Regions from separate parts of the Rattus norvegicus genome. Here region 1 is linked to region 2. The links are chromatin contacts, called in public Hi-C maps. All regions are on one chromosome and are shown on one strand. The core of a region is the stretch at or near the end of the contact, and the rest is flanking DNA. Distances in the headings are between cores, read along the strand shown. Region 1 holds the start of Mtus2 (microtubule associated scaffold protein 2). Region 2 overlaps Mtus2 (microtubule associated scaffold protein 2).

Region 1 (3,281 bases), core at 506-3,005, 190 kb after region 2:
TAATCCTTGGTGAAACTTGATTTTTTTTATTATGCAAACAAAAGAAGACGCTCCCTCTCCCCAAGACTACTGAACTTTCAGGGTTTCCTCTGCGTAATGTACTGTACCCCACACTAAGACTCCCATGGGTACCCTTTGTGGAACTAAGGGTCCCTGGTACACACAGCTTTTCTTTGCAAGAAAAACAAGCAGGAAAATCACTTAAATGAAAAGAGACATGGGCTAAAATCTATTAGCTTCTCTCCAGTCCAACACAAGTTTCTCTCCCTATACACCACACGCATGGCTGTGGTACCTCGAACCCACAGAACCACACCTTACGCTGCACTGAGACTAAACGAAACCCGAAGCAATACCCACCAAACAGTCTTAGCCCTGACTACACATGTCAAGCACCAGAAAGCCAGACACATAACAAACGCCATCACCAGAAGCCAGTAGGGACAGAATGTGCATCTGATGCCTTCCACTTTCGTCTTTATACCTGAAAAATTACTGTACGTGTGAGCAGAGATCTTTATTAGCGATCAACTCACAATTAGCCGTGCCCACGTGACAGCAAAATAAACCTAACAGTTTAAAAGCCAAAAAGGCTATGTGACGGGGGACCTATTTCTTTAAATCACTTCCCACCTATTTCTTGTCAGAGACGTCCCACTGGTTTTCATAACAGACTTCATAAAAACCTGTTTTGTGTCTTAACGCTTGAGATTTTACCGTATGATTTTTTTTTTTTTTTTTTTTTTGGAAAGGACCTCGCGTCGCCTTTAAATGATATCGAAGCCATCGTATGCTTATCCTGAAGGAAAGTTTTGATCTAGGACAGAAATTATGGCTCTGACTTCCTGCGCTCTTACGTTCTCTGGTAACCGCTCCTAACTTTACCAGATACCAAATATTCCTGTGAAGCACTTACATAACAAAGAGTGCAGGCGCCTCTGGCACGCCGCCAAGCGTACTTCTCTGGGTGTTTGTATCTAAAATAGAACGGTAGTAACATCACTTGCAAGCCTGTAGTTCCTTTCCCTGCACAGACTCGGAATGAAGGGGGTTGAAAAAAAAATGGATGGAGCAAGCCTTACCATTCTAGAGCTCCAAGGAAATAACACATCGGTGCTAAATTAAGACGAAGGCACGGACCGAATTATCCCGAGCTGGGGGTGGAGAGGGGTGGGAGCTCGTTTAGGCTAACCCGCTGTCGCCTCTGAAACACCGTGCTCAACCTGGCATCCCCGGAAGGTGCGAGTGGGCTGCAGCCTCTCTCCGGCGGAGCAGAAGATGTGGGCAGCGGGGAGCGGGCGCTCTGATGCCAGAGAAGCCAGGGAAAGGCACCGCCTCCGCCCCGCTCTGCACCTGTCTCCAGCCAGATCGGGACGCGCGGACGACAGTCGCTCACCTGAGTCTGGAGGAGCCAAGAAGGATGTGCAGAGAGACCAGGGCAGCCTCCGGGAGCATCCCCGGCCGGGCTACCTCCGCTCGCAGCTCCTTCGCAGCTGGAGTTTGCAACGCGCCCACGCGTCCAGACTCCTGACCCACCCGGGTCTTCTGCAACTTGACAGAGCGCGGGCAGAGGTGGCGCAGGTGGCGAGCTTGGGGCACCAGGGTACCTGGGGCCGTGGCCGCAGCCAGCCCTCCGCCCGCGCACTTCACCGCTGGGCACCGCCCAGGCCACCCGGCTCCGATTACAGGGATGGCCCGGGCTGAGGACGCCTCGCCGGACAAAGACGCCGCTCCCGCCCACCCTCCAGTGAGGTGCCGTCCGCGGTGACAGAAGCCGGGTTGCAGCGGCCCAAGGCGCGCACCCCCTCCCGGCCGCCCGGAGATGCTCACGAGCCCCGGCGCCTCCTCTCGGCCGGAGCCCCGTGGGGGAACCGAGCGCCCTCTGCCGGCTGGACACGACCCTGCACTCACGGGACCACAGTGGCCCTGAGCATTCAGCCTCAGACCCCAGGGAAAGGGGAAACAGCCTGAGGTCGCCGACCTAGAGCCCGGACTCCCACGAGTGGGATGTGCTGTGGTCCAATCGGAAGAGAGAGCCTCTTTTAATTACGTGCGGCAAGAAGAGCTGGGGTCCGGCGGGAGAACTTGGAAGGGAGGTAGGGGGGCTGATGGACAAGAGACTAAAGTGGCTGTGAAAGGGTTTTGTGTGAGAGGCTGTGTGCGGGTTTGGCGGGGCTGCGGGGTGAGGTGGGGTGTCTTTTTGTTTGAGGCAGGATCTCACTTGGGACTCACAGATATCCTCCTGCTTCTGCCTCCAATTCTGGGGGCAATGCGTAGCCGGCTACCCACTTGAAAGACTCTTGGCTCAACGCGAGCTTGTCTGCTTCGAAATGCACACCATTCCTCGGAAGTAAACATGAACGCGGGACTTCTCAGTGGCTCTTCCAGGTCGCCTGAAAGCAGCGCACCTGGGAAGCCTGAAGACAGCTTGAGGGCTTCAGCAGCCTCTGGTTCCCAAGGCTTGGGACAGACTGGCAGAGAAATGACTACGAGGTGCTAGCAGAATGGGCTTGCTGATTCGCTTGCTCGCTTTCTCTTGGGGGTCGAGAGTGTGGGAAACTGCGCTCCCTCCCCCACCCCAGCACTGCTGTGCCGAGCAACATTTTATACCAACTGATTTTTATTTTAGTTATTTACTAACTGGTCTATATACTGAAGAGAGATCATGAAAGAGCGCTTTTCACACGGCTGTCTTTTTACATTATTCTATGTGGCTTCCCATTTCTTCTGGAAGAATCTAGGGCACATTTTATGGCTTTTCCTGTCACCTTCGGGTGTTAACAAGCGGTCTGACTGGCTGTTATTACAAAGTCCAGTCTAATCTAAATCAACCTTTAAGCGCATTTCATTTAAGCCTTCGTCCTTCCCTTCCCCTAACTCACAAACCCCCAGCCTGACTTAAACCTAGAAAGATAGAAAAGCCTCCTGCAAGCCCTTCACTTTCCTATTTGGGTGTTCTGTAAAGCTTGGTGTCTCCTAGGTGAAAGGAATGAGGTCTGGACGCTACAGCTCCTTCCTCGGGCCACTCTCACTCCTCCGGGGATGCATGCCCCGCCCACAGGCAAACCCGACCATTTTCCACTAAGTCAGCTCCTGGTGTTCACTAAACTCTCTACAAAAGCTCTGGCTAGCTTCTACCTTAGCCTCACACTCCAGACGACAGGCACCAGCTTCTTCAACACATTTCTTCTCAGGCTTGTCTTCCCAACACAAAGTGAGTAAGTCTTTTCTCCTTGCCCTGCTGGTACCCTGCTGATCTCAGTGCTGAGCCAACAGAATGC
Region 2 (3,266 bases), core at 763-3,262:
GAGTTATAGGCAGTTATAAGCTGTTATGTCCTGGGAAATGAACCTGGGTCCTCTGGAAGAGCAGCCAGTGCCATCTCTCCAGCCCCTCTAACTAAATCTTTAGAGTATTAATGTAATCCCCATGGTAACCACAATGAAATAATGAAATAGCTATTATATATATGTATATGTATATGTATATATATATATATATATATGGAGAGAGAGAGAATAGGAGTTAAGACATTTCACTACAAAAATAATTTATATAAAGGAAATTACAATAATGTAGGAAATATAGGACATACAGAAAGCAAACAGCACACTGGGAGATGACCCTCCTTGTGGGTAATTACCATAAATGTAAATGAATCAAATTCTCCAGTCACAACAGAGACATAGAGAACAGCAAAGGAAGAATCAACATCAGGGGCCACACTCATGCCCTCTACAAAAGCGATAGTTACTTCAGATCCAAACACAGGCTGAAAGTGAAAAAAAACAGGAAAAGACGTTCTATGCAAATTATATGCAAATTCTATTCAAATAGCAGGGTGGGGGAGGAAAGGTCACTTTATTGACACCCAATATGATCATTGTGATCACAGAGCCATAGGCTGTGATTTTGAGCTTGGGGCTAAGGAAGAAGTGGAGAGGGAGAGGGTGGGGGAGAGGGATGAACTGGGATGAAGGTCTGCAGGACTTGGAGGTGGGTGAGGGGACTGAGGAGTGGATGTGATCACTGTGCACTGTACACAGTATGATGCCATCAAAAGTATAAAAGGAGTGTTGAAGGCAGCCTGGGTCTCTATACACCAAAACCCCAAGTCAAGGAACTTAAACACCCAGAGCGCGCGTCGAGGTGGAAAATGATGCTCCTAGAATCCATGCAGTTAGCACACACAAACCCCAGCTCTAAGGAAGAGCTTCCTTCCTACAAGTTACTGGCTAAGGGAACCTGAGTCCCCAAACCATCACAGGGTGCTACCACTGCTGTTGGTCATTTGCCACAATTGGATAATAAGGCTCTAGAGCAGAAGACAGCCGCGCATGTTTTAATTGTAAGACACCAGAGAAATCAGGCCGGAAGCTTCCTCCACGCTGGCTTGAGCTCATGGTACTACAAGGCGCTGCGCAAGCTTCCTGGGTGTGTGTCTGGTGGTCTGGTGGGGCTGATTGGAGGGGAGGAGGGCAGGCTATCACTGGTGTGGGTCAGCACAGAAGGTCACATGGGGCAGGTGAGATGTGGGCACTGCTGGACGGGTGGCCACCGCAGATCTGGGGACCAGCACTCCGGGCCTCAGGGAGCAGTAAGCCTGGAATAGTAGCAAAGAGTGAACAAGGGACCAAAGATGAGACTGGGAAGCATGGCTTCTGGACGAACCTCAGTGCGAGGGTCGGGTGAATAAAGGCAGGCCTGACTCCAGTCAAGAAGCAGAAGTGGAGCGAAGGTCTTTTGATTTGCTTCAAACACACTCAGCTTTGGACGATCTTGACAGCAACCTATTACTGAAAAGGAAAACCGCAGCTCCGTCCCGGAAAGGAGGTGTCAGCTGTCTGTCAATCACAGTCACTCAAAGACATTTGGAAAGCTAGGAGTTCCTCACAATCCAGTCCCAATCCTCCAATAAGGGCACTGAGAAAACAGCCAAATCCTTGTCACTTCCGGACTCACTCCATCCGGGGTCTTCAGCGTTACCGGACAACCCAATCCTAACCTGGTTCTTCAATTTGCACCAAGCAAAGCTCAGGGCCCACGCTCTTCAAAACCACTCTCAGCACCATTTCCCCCACCACGGCAGCAGAAGCATAAAAATCAAACAGGCTTTCGCTGTTCTGACCTTAGGGAGACACAGCTCTGCTCCTCTCCCACGGACCACCACACCCGGCTCCTTCTGAGAGGCAGTGCTCTGTTCCACCAAGCCAGCAAAGAACAGCGCTTCACAGTAAAGTCTCACCCAGCTAGCTTCCAGGAGCCCGATATCGCCCCCATCATCAGCTGACATCCTCTCATTGCGACCACATTCCACCCCCTAATACAATAACCCATGACGCTGTGCAGAAGACAGGGTAGGTTTACTGAGAGATGATTCCAAGGGGGAAGATGGCTCTCCAGGTTCTCCCCAGGGGAACCCGCCATGTGGAGGCCCAGTTGGCTATTTCGTAACTCTAGCTGTAAAAGAAAACTAGAGAATTATTCCCCTGAGACTCAAGTCCTGGCCCAGTGACAGAAACACGGGGTAACAGTTCTCCCAAATACCACAGCTAAATGACAGTTGGTCCTTTCTAAGTCTTAATGTCTCAGGATGGAGAGGAAAGGAAAAAAAAAAAAAAAAAAAGAAAGAAAAAGACCGACTGCCAGGGGAAAATGCCTCCCCAGCAATCCCTGGTTTGTGAGTAATCTCGGCACTAAATATTTATAAGCTATTGAAAGTGCACAGTGTCCTTCGCTCTGTGAAAACTGTGCTTGCCACATTTAGAAAAACCCAAGGAAATGTTCTGCCAGGCTCCGTGTTTAGGGCAGCTTTTGTTTTTTAAAGCCATTTCTTTGCTTTATCATCTGCGATCCTCTTTCAGACTAACATCACCTTTTGATATAGAATATAAGGTGTCAAAGATGAGGGTTTCCCCTCCCTTTTGTTTCTCATTTAATTAGTGAATATGTTTAATAATCGCTCAGTTTTTTTTTCTTTTTTTCAGAGCTGGGGACCGAACCCAGGGCCTTGCGCTTGCTAGGCAAGCGCTCTACCACTGAGCTAAATCTCCAACCCCATAATCGCTCAGTTTTAAGTACCTTGGTTTCACGTTGCTTCCCACCCCACCCGTGACCTCTAACTCCTCCTTTCTGGTTTGTTTTCTCATCGCACCATCTCTGAAATCCCATGGCACCTTTTCTCTGTCACTCACTCCGGAACCACTCCGACTGAAACATCCTATAAACAACAGACTTGATCTTGATCTCTCTGCCGGGCTAAAGCTGTTGGAAAGTATGGGTCAGATCCGTACCTGTTAGTTTTTGTCAACTCATTACCAGCGGGCATCACCTGGGAAGAGAGAACCTCAATGGAGGGACTGCCTTCGTCGGATTGGCTTCTAAGCAAATCCGTAGGGTGTTTTCTCGATTGATGATTGCTGTGAGAGGGCCCCGCCCACTGTGCATGCCCCCCTCCCCCTTGGGCAGGTGGTCCTGGGTTCTATCAGAAAGAAAACTAAGCAAGCCACAGGGAGCAAGCCAGCAAGCAGCATCCCTCCATGGCTCCTAGCTCTATTTGTGCCTTGGCTTCCCT

What was found. A called contact is a pair of places that touch in the nucleus more often than the background predicts.
Region 1: a Hi-C map of frontal cortex shows a contact between it and region 2, with 2.8 times the contacts expected there. The contact joins the promoter of Mtus2 here to the enhancer-like site in region 2. A contact is called at or near these places in 2 of 12 Hi-C or Micro-C datasets (frontal cortex and prefrontal cortex).

The regions. Positions count from the first base shown.
Region 1 is chr12:12,112,748-12,116,028 of GRCr8, forward strand. It overlaps Mtus2 (microtubule associated scaffold protein 2), which reads right to left and starts at 1,756. Exons shown (of 15, transcript NM_001374100.2): 1 at 1,083-1,756.
Region 2 is chr12:11,917,644-11,920,909 of GRCr8, forward strand. The region is part of intron 4 of Mtus2 (microtubule associated scaffold protein 2); the gene reads right to left. It overlaps LOC134481259 (a long non-coding RNA gene), which reads right to left. Exons shown (of 2, transcript XR_010056697.1): 1 at 1-3,266. Among named protein-coding and RNA genes, the nearest start is that of Mtus2, 200 kb to the right of the region's middle. Within about 2 kb of position 2,013, at least 10 of the 93 cell types and tissues checked have an H3K27ac peak or open chromatin away from gene starts, as enhancers often do.